Regions from separate parts of the Sus scrofa genome. Here region 1 is linked to region 2. Evidence: chromatin contacts called from public Hi-C data. All regions are on one chromosome and are shown on one strand. Each heading gives the region's core, a stretch centred on a gene start, on an enhancer-like site or on the middle of the called end of the contact. The rest is flanking DNA. Distances are from core to core; before and after follow the strand shown. Region 1 holds the start of PDK2 (pyruvate dehydrogenase kinase, isozyme 2). Region 2 has its middle 19 kb from the start of DLX3.

Region 1 (5,433 bases), core at 1,259-3,758, 71 kb before region 2:
GCTGACATTAGCCTGCTTTGGGGTTTGGGGCTGTGAAAAGGATCATTTCCTACGTGGATCCCATGCTTCCAGAGACTGTAGGGCGGAAGGTGGAGGGCTGTTCCCTAGACATGGAGGCTAGGAGCTTGGTCCTAGTCCCTGCTCTGGCCTAGGGAACTCCTGCCCTCTTGGAGCCCTGGTGCCTCCCCTCGGTCCCCATCTCTCTCAAGGCTGCGGTGGGCAGAGGGCATCTGGCAATGGAGCGGGAGGTGCAGGGACCTAGCCAGGGGTCTCACCAGCTCTGCACCAGCTGCACCGAGGGTGTGCTCAGCACCCGGTCGGGAAGCAGGTTGATCTCTTTCATGATGTTGGCCAGGCGCACTGGCAGCTCCTGCCTGAGGAAGGTGAACGAGGTTTTCTCACAGGCATTGCTGGATCCTGGTGGGAGAGGGAAGGGTGAGCCCCATAGAGTCATGAACCATGCACAGGAGCCAGGGGGTTTCTTGGGGGTCAGATCTCTAAAGCCTTCATTTCCTGAGGGTTCAGAAGAAGCCAAGGCACAGGACAAGGAGCCCCTCCTGACCTCTGCAGTGACCGCCACACCACCCAGCCTCATCCTTAGGGAGGCTGCATGCTCTCTCCACCTGCAGCTGAACCCAACCCCGGGGGACAGGGCCATCTGGGCTCACTGTGACCTCCATCCCAGCTTCTTCTCTTTCTTTCCCTCCCAGCAGACACACAACCCACTTTGAGGGGGGTGGATCCAAGTGGGCAGAGGAGCCTGGAAAATCTATCCCTACCTTGAGATGAGCACCCTCCCGCCCCTGGCTAAGGGGAGCTATGCTGGGACCACAGCAGCTGCAGGGTCCTGGTGTCACCTCTTTATGCCCATTGTAGGGCTGCCCCTACATTAATGCCCACCCACCTGTGAGGTGGACAAGGTTGAGAACCAGGGCCCAATACTTTGGTCTGGCTTCAAGATGAAGAGGTGGTGGAGGACTGGATGGGGCCATGGCCTAGAGTCAGGAGACCTGGGTTCTAAGTCCAGCTTCTGCTTCCAACTCTGTCACCCAAGGCACGTCACCATGCTTCTGAAGGTCTGCTTCCCCTGCTGTACCCCATCCTTCTGAAGGTCTGCTTCCCCCGCTGTACCCCGAGGGAACCAGACTCTACCCTGAGCCCTTCCCAGCTGTGACAGTTCTGTAACTGGGGTCCAGGCCGGGCTGGGCAGCTGCAGGGGGTTGAGAGGGGGCTCTGGAGGCTTTCCTACACGGGAGGAGCTCAGGCAGACAGGTCTTGGGGAACAGGTGCCCCGTGTCCTGACTGCCACCTTCCCCCGCCTGCCATCAGTGACGCAGCTGTAACCTGAGCCAGGCACTGTCTCTCCTCAACTCTTGAGAGAAGGGGCACCCCCCCTTCTAATCCCCAGCTGGCACCATGGAAACACGGTGGGAACAGACAGGGACCACACAATGCCTGTTTCAGTCACCACGTTGGCACAGCCTTGCTCTGGCTCCAGAGCCACCCCCAGAATGGTGGTGGTGGTGGGGGGTGTTAGGCCACCCTGGCACAAGAACCCAGGGGCAGCCAAGGGTGGGTACAAGGCACCCGACTGCACCTCACAGCGCCCCAGACCCCTGCCCAGCTGGAGACAGATGGCCAGGCCACAGCAGATTTGATCTTCAAGTGTCCTTGCCCACTGGGACAGCTGGAGGGCAGCTCCTTCAGTGGGCGGAGGTGTACTGGTCAGGGTGTCCCTCCTGTTGACTCATCTGAGAGAGCCCCTGCCCCCAACTGACCCCTCCACGTCTGCCCTGCACAGGTCTCCTTCCAGATGGCTGTGCCTCCCAGCCCTGCCTCCTTACAGCCACCAGCATCCCGGCCCATTTCTTCTCTGACCCTCACTCTTAGAATCGCCAGAACAACCCCAGGAACCCTTTCGTGCCTTCCAGCCCTAACATCACCGCCTCACTGCCCCTTCCTCACCAAGACCCCTCACAAAGCCCGAGAAGATACCTCCGATCCCTCCTCAGCGCCCCCACTTCCCACTGCCTAGTCTCTCCAGCCGGGGTGCCCTAACCCTTTTAAGGCCGGCTGCCTCCGGCCTCTCCGTTAACCCTCTCCTGCCTGGACCCCTGCAAGCCAACCCTTCCCGTCACTCGGTCTCTCTCAACCTCCGTGTTAACCCTTCACGGCCAGGACGCCTTCCTCCCCCCCAGCCCCCCCTCCCCCGCAGGTCCCGGTGGCCAGCCGCCTCCCGCCCCCTCGTACCGAAGTCCAGAAACTGCTTCATGGACAACGGGGACGGGGAGAACTTGCTGAAGTGCTCGATGTACTTGGGCGCCCCTGCCAGGGACGCATTCTTCAGTAGCGCGCGGACCCAGCGCATGGCAGCGGCGGCCGCGCCTCGGGCTCGGGCTCGGGCTCGGGCTCCGCACCCCGCGCGGGCAGCGTTGGCGCTCGGCTTGGCCCACTCGGGTCCCGCGCCGCCCAGGCCGCCTCCTCCCCACCACCGCCCTGGCGGGGCTCCGAGTCCGGCCAATCGGCTCGTCGCGGCGCCCCGACGTCGCCAATGGCCGCTCACAAACAACTTCCGGAGAGCCAATTGCCTCTCGCCCCGGCACGTGGCTGCCCCCTGGGCCCGCCCCCTTAACTCCGTGTTTGCCCGGAGCGGCCTGTTGTTTTCGGGAGGCCGGGCGGAGAGCCCGCCTCCCGGGTGTCACCCCGCCCTTCCTCCTCCCCGCCCATAGGGGTTAACCCCTCCCTTCCCAGAGGCTCGTTATTCCCATACCTATTCTACTCCTTCCTTTCCCCGCTCCCTCCTCAGACTCCTTCACGTCTCGTCTCTGAGATTGTTCCGGTAGCTGTCAGCGCACCCCATTTCCTCCCAAAGTGTCCCGATTCACCTATCTTGATTCCCATCTGCTCTCCCTTAGGGGGTCTAGTGGGTTCCCAATTCAGATGACAGTGACTCAGATTGAATGTTTGCTAACTTCGGGATCTGGATGCGAGCCCACGTCAGTCCCTCGTATCACAAAGATCCAAGCAGCTCATGAAAAGGCGGCATGTTGCTTTTCCAGTTAAAAAAGTCAGTCAACCTCCTAATTAACACCTGGAGGCGGCAGAGGCAACCCTTACCATCAGTGCTACAATGAAGTTTTCAAAAAACTTTTTTTTTTTTTTTTTGTCTTTTTAGGGCCGCACTAGCGGCACATGGAGATTCCCAGGCTAGGGGTCAAATCGGAGCTGTAGCTGCCGGCCTACGCCAGAGCCACAGCAACTCGGGATCCGAGCCGCGTCTGCGACCTACACCACAGCTCATGGCAACGCCGGACCCTTAACCCACTGAACGAGGCCAGGGATCGAACCTGCATCCTCATGGATGCTAGTAAGATTCGTTTCCGCTGAGCCACGAGGGAAACTCCCAAAACACTTTTATTTTTTTATTCTCTTCTCTTTGGACCTAAGAAAGCAACCTTTTTCGCTCTGAGCGTTCTTAGAGAAAGGTCCTGGGAGATGATTGGTGCTGGAGGCGGAGAGCCCGCCCTTCCTCAGCCAACCGGCTCTCTCGTGGGAACCCAGCGCGCGCCCTCTTGTGGTCGAGAGCGGTAAGTCCCTCGCTTCTCCCCCCACCCCCTTGAGGTGTTTTTCGCTGTTCAGTCGTGGGCTCACATTCACCAATGGCATAATAAATTTTAGGCTTTGTGCTGGGACAGGGAAAGAGACAAGATTGGGACACTGCCTTTTCCTTCGATCGTTTCATTTCTCAGTCTGGGAGAGAGCTGCATAAATAAATAAATAGTTATAACAGAATATGATTATAGCCTATGCAGAGCTATGAGCAAGGCCTCACAATGAAGGGGACTCTCTTAGCTGAATGAATAATAACCTATGTGCCAAGCACTGTTTGCATTCATTATCTCATTTACTTCTCAGGACAGCTCTATTGTGCTATTATTATCTCTATTTTGTAGATGAGGAAACAGGTTCAGAGGTCATTCTCAACTGCAGCTCTGACCGTGTTACTTCTCTTGCTCATAGCCTGTTGCTGGCTCGCCACTTCTTCCTGCAGCCTTTCCAGTTCTCACATGGTCTGCTTTGGCTTAACTCTCCAGCCTCATCTCTCCACATTTCCCCTGCTCAACTCCCAGCCACACTGATCCACTGCCTTGAACCAGTCTCCAATCTCCGTGCTGTTGCAAATGCTGTCTCTTATGTATGGATCATTCTTTCTTCTTCTTCTTCTTCTTCTTCTTCTTTTTTTTTTTTTTTTTTTTTTTTTTTTTTTTTTTTTTTGCCATTTCTTGGGCCGCTCTGGTGGCATATGGAGGTTCCCAGGCTAGGGGTCGAATCGGAGCTGTAGACACCAGCCTATGCCAGAGCCACAGCAATCCAGGATCCGAGCCGCGTCTGCAACCTACACCACAGCTCATGGCAACGCCGGATCCTTAACCCACTGAGCAAGGGCACGGACCAAACCCACAACCTCATGGTTCCTAGTCGGATTCGTTAACTCCTGAGCCACGATGGGAACTCCTGGATCATTCTTTCTTCTCACTTTCACTTACTCAGTCTTCAGGTCCCTGACCTGCCCGGCTGGGTTATGGGCTCCCTCCAAAGTTTCCTTAGATCTCCCGATCTAACACCCATTTTAACTCCTTTACACGAAGTGTCATCATCTGTTCCTCTGTCTCCCCAAGAGACTTTAAGCTTCTGGAGGGCAGGGCTATCTCGGTCTGATTCACGGCTCTGTCTCCAACACCAGGCGCTGCATCCAGCACACTGAAGAGAAAAGGTGAAAAAAGAAGTTGGGGTCCCCGGGGAAGACATGCCACAGCGGTATCAGAGAGGACCGCCAAACCAGCAGTTAGACCATGGATGATGTTGGTGAATGCGGTCTTCAAGGTGCCTGGAAGAGTATATGAAATATTATATGTAAAAAAAGTGGATCCCTGTGCCTGGTGCACTGTAAATATCAATAAACGGCAGCTATGGCTATTACTGTGAAATTTGGGAGTTCCTGTTGTGGCTCAGTGGGTTAAGAACCTGATATAGAGGATGCAAGTTCAATCCCTGGCCTTGCTCAGTGGGTTAAGGATCTGGCTTTGCCCTGAGCTATGGCATAGGTCGCAGATACGGCTCCGATCCTGCCGTTGCTGTGGCTGTGACAGGCCAGCAGCAGCTGCTGCTTGGAGTCGACCCCCAGCCTGGGAACTTCCATGTGCTACAGGTGCGACCATTAAAAAAACCCCGAAAAACAAAAACCACCACCACATCAAAAACTATTATTGGAGTTCCTGTTGTGGTGCAGTGGAAACGAATCCAACTAGTATCCATGAGGATGTGGGTTCGATCCCTGGCCCCGCTCAGTGGGTGATGGGTCCAGCGTGGCCAGGGTGTAGGTCACAGATGTGGCTCAGATCCCGTGTTGCTGTGGCTGTGGTGTAGGCCGGC
Region 2 (5,520 bases), core at 30-2,529:
ATATTAAAATGATTCACACCCCCAAAGAAATACTGATAGTTTTTTTAATGTTTTTTTTTTTTTGTTTTGGATTTTTTTAAATTGTTTTTGGTTTTTTTTTTGAGGTTTTTTGGTTTTGCTTTTTTCGTGTGTTTTGTTGTTGTTGTTTTTGCTTCTTAGGGCCACATCTGTGGCATATGGAAGTCCTAGACTAGGGGTCAAAGCAGAGGTGCAGCTACTGACCTACACCACAGCAACACAGGATCTGGGCAACATCTGTGATGTACACCTCAGCTCATGGCAACCCTGGATCCTTAACCCACTGAGTGAAGCCGGGGATCGAACCCCCATCCTCATGGATCCTAGTTGGGTTCTTAACCTGCTGAGCTACAACAGTAACTCCCTTTTATAATTCTTATAACTTTTATTTGTTCATTGCCCTGTCTGGGACTCCCAAGTGTAGTGGTTGTCAGAAGAGGTGATAGTGAGATCCTTGTCTGGTTCCTGATCTTGGTAGGAAAGCTTTCAGTGGCTCACCATTAAGCTTGATGTAGGCTATGTGCGTATGCATATGCATATGTGCATGTGTGTGTTCATATGTGTATTTGGAAATATTCTTCATGGTACTTCTTTTTTGGACAATTTTTCTTTTTTCTTTTTCTTTTTTTTTGTCTTTTTGCCTTTTCTAGGGACACTCCCGCGGCATATGGAGGTTCCCAGGCTAGGGGTCCAATCGGAGCTGTAGCTGCCAAGCCTATGCCAGAGCCACAGCAACACAGGATCCGAGCCTCGTCTGCGACCTACACCACAGCTCACGGCAACGTGGGATCCTTAACCCACTGAGCAAGGCCAGGGGTCGAACCCACAACCTCATGGTTCTTAGTCGGATTCGTTAACCACTGAGCCACGACGGGAACTCCTTGGACAGTTTTTCTGATAAGAGAATGTTCAGAGGGACTGGAATGGGGCCCACTTGGAAGAGGGGAGCCCCTGGGAGCTGCCTACTCCTCACTCCAAAACGAAAATGGAGTTGTCTCCGAAGGGGGCACCATTGTAATGACTTCCCTCCATGTCTTCCACCAACCTTGGTCTAGTCTAAGGGGTAGTTTGGTCTTCCCCTCAGGCCCTACAACATGAGACCCCGGTCCATTCCTGTCATTCCTCAGGGAAACTGAGGCTCAGAGCAGAGGAGCAACAAGCCTCAGGTCAATAAGTTAGTGTCAGAGCCAGAATTAAAACTCGAGGCTCCCTGGAGTTCACATCTGTGGCTCAATGAAAACGAATCTGACTAGCATCTGAGCGATCCCTGGCCTCACTCAGTGGGTTAAGGATCTGGCTTCACTGTGAGCTGTGGTGTAGGTCACAGACACAGCTCGGATCGTGCATTGCTATGGCTGTGGTGTAGGCCAGCGACTACAGCTCCGATTGGAGCCCTAGCCTGGGAACCTCCATGTGCCAAGGGTGAAAGATTAAAAACAAAAACAAAAACAAACTCGAGGATCCTGGATCCCAGCCCCCTTCAGCCACTGCTCTCTGGTCAGGAGTTGGGAGGTAGCCACAGGGCAGAGGGATGTGTGTGTGTGTTTTAGGGAAAGGACCACTTCGTCCAAATATCTGCAGACCTCTGTAAAGAAGGTGGGCAGGCCGCTCCTCTTCCAGCAGGAGAGGAAGGGAGCCTGAGCCTGGTGGGGGTGGAGGCAGGTGGAGGAGCTGGCCCTCACTTCTGGTCCTGTGCCGTTTGGCAGGAGGCTCTGGGGGAACTCCAGAAGAGATCAGAGAAGGATGGGGAGCTGCACATGGGGTCCAAGGTGGGAGGGCCTGGGAGGCACATGGAGGGGACCTGAGCCCCAGGCTGGAGGTGGGGGTGGGGGGGAGAAACTGGAGCAAACAGAGACACAGGATGTTGAAGTCACAGCATTCTCCTCTTCCGGCCACCCCTCCTCCCCTGCCCACGGGGAATGTTTGGAATGTGATGAGTTGATAAGATCGGTTCTCCCACTCCACCTGGCACTGTGTACAGGGGCTGGGGCTGCTTTGCCAGCCCCTCCTATCAGAGGGGATTTTCTGGGGAGTGGAGAAGTTTTCAATGGACAGAATTCTAATGGAGGAACTGCCTGGAAGGTGTGAGGGAGGGGTGCTCCTCGGGCAGGGCAACGGGCCAGATGCCAGGGCCATGGGCATGGCCAGATGCTTTCCAGCTGAGCTGCACTGTGAGTCAGAAGGCACAGGGCTGGGATGAGAGAGGGGGTTCCCAGTTGCCAGGGAAGCTGGGGCAGGAAGAGAGGGGAGAGGGAAGAGAGGCAGAACAGTGGCTGGCACTCTTCCAGAGGATAGGGCTCCCTGGCTGTTGGCCGAGGAAGTCATTTGGGGTCGGGGGGGTGGGTGTTGGACTGTCCAAAGGGTGAGCTCAGTAGGTTACCTCCCCCCCCACCCCGCCCGCCCGCCCGCCGCCCTGAGTCTAGAGTTCCGGTGCATAAGGAGCAGACTGGGGTTGGTCCAGGGGGTCCTCCCATTCAATTGAAGGCAGTTGCCCAGACACATGGACACTCTCAGGTGCGTTCCTAGCATCCACCCTGCCTTCCCCTGGATCCATGGGGCCTCCCTCTGAAGACCTCAGAGGCTTTGCATAACTGCATTCTGTCACCTCCATTGAGTGATTCAGCCCATGTTTGCTTTTTGTTTCTTGTTTGTCTTTTTAGGGCCGCACCCATGGCTTATGGAGTTTCCCAGGCTAGGGGTCCAATCGGAACTGTAGCCACCAGCCTATGCCAGAACCACAGCAACGCTGGATCCAAGCTGAGTCTGCGATCTACACCAACCACAGCTCACGGCAATGCTGGATCGTTAACCCACTGAGCGAGGCCAGGGATCGAACCCGCAACGTCATGGTTCCTAGTCAGATTCGTTAACCACAGAACCACGACGGGAACTCCAGCCCACATTTGTTGAGACCTGCTATGTGTCAGGCACTGTGCAAGGTCCTAGGGCTTCCATGGTGAACTTGCTGAGGTCTCTGCACTTCCGAGGCTGTGTTTCAGGTGCGGCCTGAGTAAAAAGCCAAGACACGATGCCAAGACACTGGCCCTGGGAGCCTGGAGCAAAAATGGGGTAGAAGCCAGGCTTGAGGAAAGCAGAAAGGGCACAGTGACCCCAGGGCACCTAGGACCTGGATCTACTCCAGGGGCCTACTGTCTGCTTTCTGGATGGACATCTCTGAGAAAAGCTGCCAGAACAGAGCAGTGCAAGGGAGGATGGGAGTGGGGAGGGGCTGGTGGCTTGAGGCTGGAGGAGGAACAGAGATGGAGAAAACCTCAGCCCGGGGGACCACTGTGCGGCTACACCTGAGACCTGCTGTGGGCGACCTGACACCAGTGTGGGAGGCCATCCAAGCCTCGCTCAGGGCCCACTGCCCGCTGGTTCTCACTATGGAACAGAGGCGAGGGGCACTATGCCACGGGGCAGTAGTAGGAACCGACCTAGGCAGCCAGCCTGACCCACAGACACTCGGCCGCTGCCCTGCTGGACCCTCGACTGTGCACCAGACAGGTTGTCAAGTAGAGAGTAGTTGAGGGAGATGCCCAGAACAGAGACCTTGTCTTGGCCACTTTCATTTCCGCTTTACATCCATCACAATGCCTGCTGGCATATATGAGGAGTCCAAAGTGCTTGGGGAATAAAAAACCACGAATGAATAAATGATGGATGAATAAACAAATACAGCAACCAATCTGAGTTCCCAGCAGCCAGCGTGCGGGTCCGTTAGAAATGGGCAGGCCTGCCACCTGGTGGCGACTGTGCTAACTGCAGCCCGCAGTCAGGGCTCAGCATCGCCCTTCTTCGAACTACAGATGCCCAGATTGTTCATCATTAAGACCGTTCCAAGGGCCGTCCTGACCCTTTTCCTGACCGCAGGCCACATCACCTTAATTTCCAGCACACTTAGGTAGTTTTCTGTCTATATATCCTTTTTTTCTTTTTTCTTTTTTTTTTGCTGCCACCCGGGAACTCCCAGCTTTCTTACCAAAAAAAAAAAAAAAAAAAAAAAAAAAAAAAATCCAAGGAAGAGTTCCTGTAGTGGCTCAGCAGTTAACAAATCTGACTAGCATCCATGAGGACACAGGCTCAATCTCTGGCCTCGCTTTAGTGGGTTAAGGATCCGGCGTTGCCCTGAGCTGTGGCGTAGGTTGCAGATGCGGCTCAGATCCTGCGTTGCTGTAGCTGTGGTGTAGGCCAGCAGCTACAGCTCCGATTGGACCCCTAGCCTGGGAAACTCCATGTGCCCCAGATGCAGCCCTAAAAAGCAACAAAAACAAAAACAAAACCAAAAAACCTCCAAGAAGGAGTTCCCTGGTGGCCTAGCAGGCTAAAGATCTGGCATTGTCACTGCTGTGGTTTGATCCCTGGCTCAGGAAGTTCTGCATTCTGCCACCAGGGCCAAAAAAAGAAAAAATAGGGCATTCCTGCCATGGCTACAGTTAACGAACCCGTATGTATGAGTACGTGGGTTCAATATCTGGCCTCGCTGAGTGGGTCAAGGATCTGGCATTGCCATGAGCTGTGGTGTAGGTCACAGACCCAGCTGGATCCTGTGATGCTATGGCTACGGCATAGACTGGCAGCTGTAGCTCCAATTCGACCCCTAGCCTGGGAACTTCCATATGCTGCAGGCATAGCTCTAAAAAAGCAATACGTAAATAAACAAATAATAATAATAAAATAAAACCTCCAAGGAAAGAGATTTCTCCCTCCCCTTTGCTCCTTGGAAAAATCCTCCCTATGCGCTGACGGCTTATCCTCGAGGCAGAGAAAGAAGGAGAGGATGAGAGGGTTCCCATTCCCTCACTTGGACAGGATGGTCAGCTTGGGAGAGGCCAGGTCCTGGACTGGCAGGAATTCTGTCTCTCTGTCTGCCTCTCTCTCTCTCCTGCTTCTAAATATCTTGGTTGGTTTGTGTCGGTATAGGTTGTTGGCCCCTGTTCCACAGGCAGCTTCCAGCCTGAGATGGGTGACAAGGCTCAGAAAGTAGGATGGAGAGTTGGGGGGATCAGAGTAGACGGGGGAGGGAAGGGCCTGGGGGCTGGGCTAAAAGGGGAGGCTGGGTCTGAACAGTAAGTAGGCACAGGACTCACTGGACGTGAAAGTGGGGTGGCGGTTGTCGCCCAGTGCAGGAGAAGTTCATTTCTACAAGCACGGGAGTTGGCAAGGTACAGTCCACGAGCTAAATCCAGCCTGCCACCTGATTTTGCAAACGCAATATTATTTACTCTTGTCTGTGGCCACTTTCTTGAGGTAACAGAGATCAGAGGACCTGCGAATATTTCCTCTCGGCCCTTCACAAAATTCCTGCCGATCAGCCACAGAACAATTGATAAGCACCTCTTCGGGGCCAACCCTGTGATAAAATCTGGCTGGAGTCCCGGCGATAAGAGGTATCCTTCTGCCCTGTTGGCACCCACAGTCTAGAAGGAGAGACTGCTACGTAGAGAGACCACTTGTCTAACCACAGGTTTTGCCACAGGAAGCCAAAATGCTATACCGTAG

Evidence for each region. A called contact is a pair of places that touch in the nucleus more often than the background predicts.
Region 1: a contact with region 2 is called in a Hi-C map of embryonic fibroblasts, with 4 times the contacts expected there. The contact joins the promoter of PDK2 here to the enhancer-like site in region 2. A contact is called at or near these places in 3 of 5 promoter capture datasets (fetal skeletal muscle, liver and skeletal muscle), 31 of 47 Hi-C or Micro-C datasets (adipose tissue, alveolar macrophages, blood and 16 more) and 2 of 2 datasets of contacts at active chromatin or transcription factors (alveolar macrophages and skeletal muscle).

What each region holds. Positions count from the first base shown.
Region 1 is chr12:26,271,637-26,277,069 of Sscrofa11.1, reverse strand. PDK2 (pyruvate dehydrogenase kinase, isozyme 2) reads right to left here and starts at 2,508. Exons shown (of 11, transcript XM_021067148.1): 1 at 2,251-2,508; 2 at 276-417. The coding sequence starts at 2,368.
Region 2 is chr12:26,198,925-26,204,444 of Sscrofa11.1, reverse strand. No RefSeq gene overlaps it. Among named protein-coding and RNA genes, the nearest start is that of DLX3, 19 kb to the right of the region's middle. Within about 2 kb of position 1,279, at least 15 of the 83 cell types and tissues checked have an H3K27ac peak or open chromatin away from gene starts, as enhancers often do. A contact at or near this core is called in embryonic fibroblasts and omental adipose tissue, where this site is marked.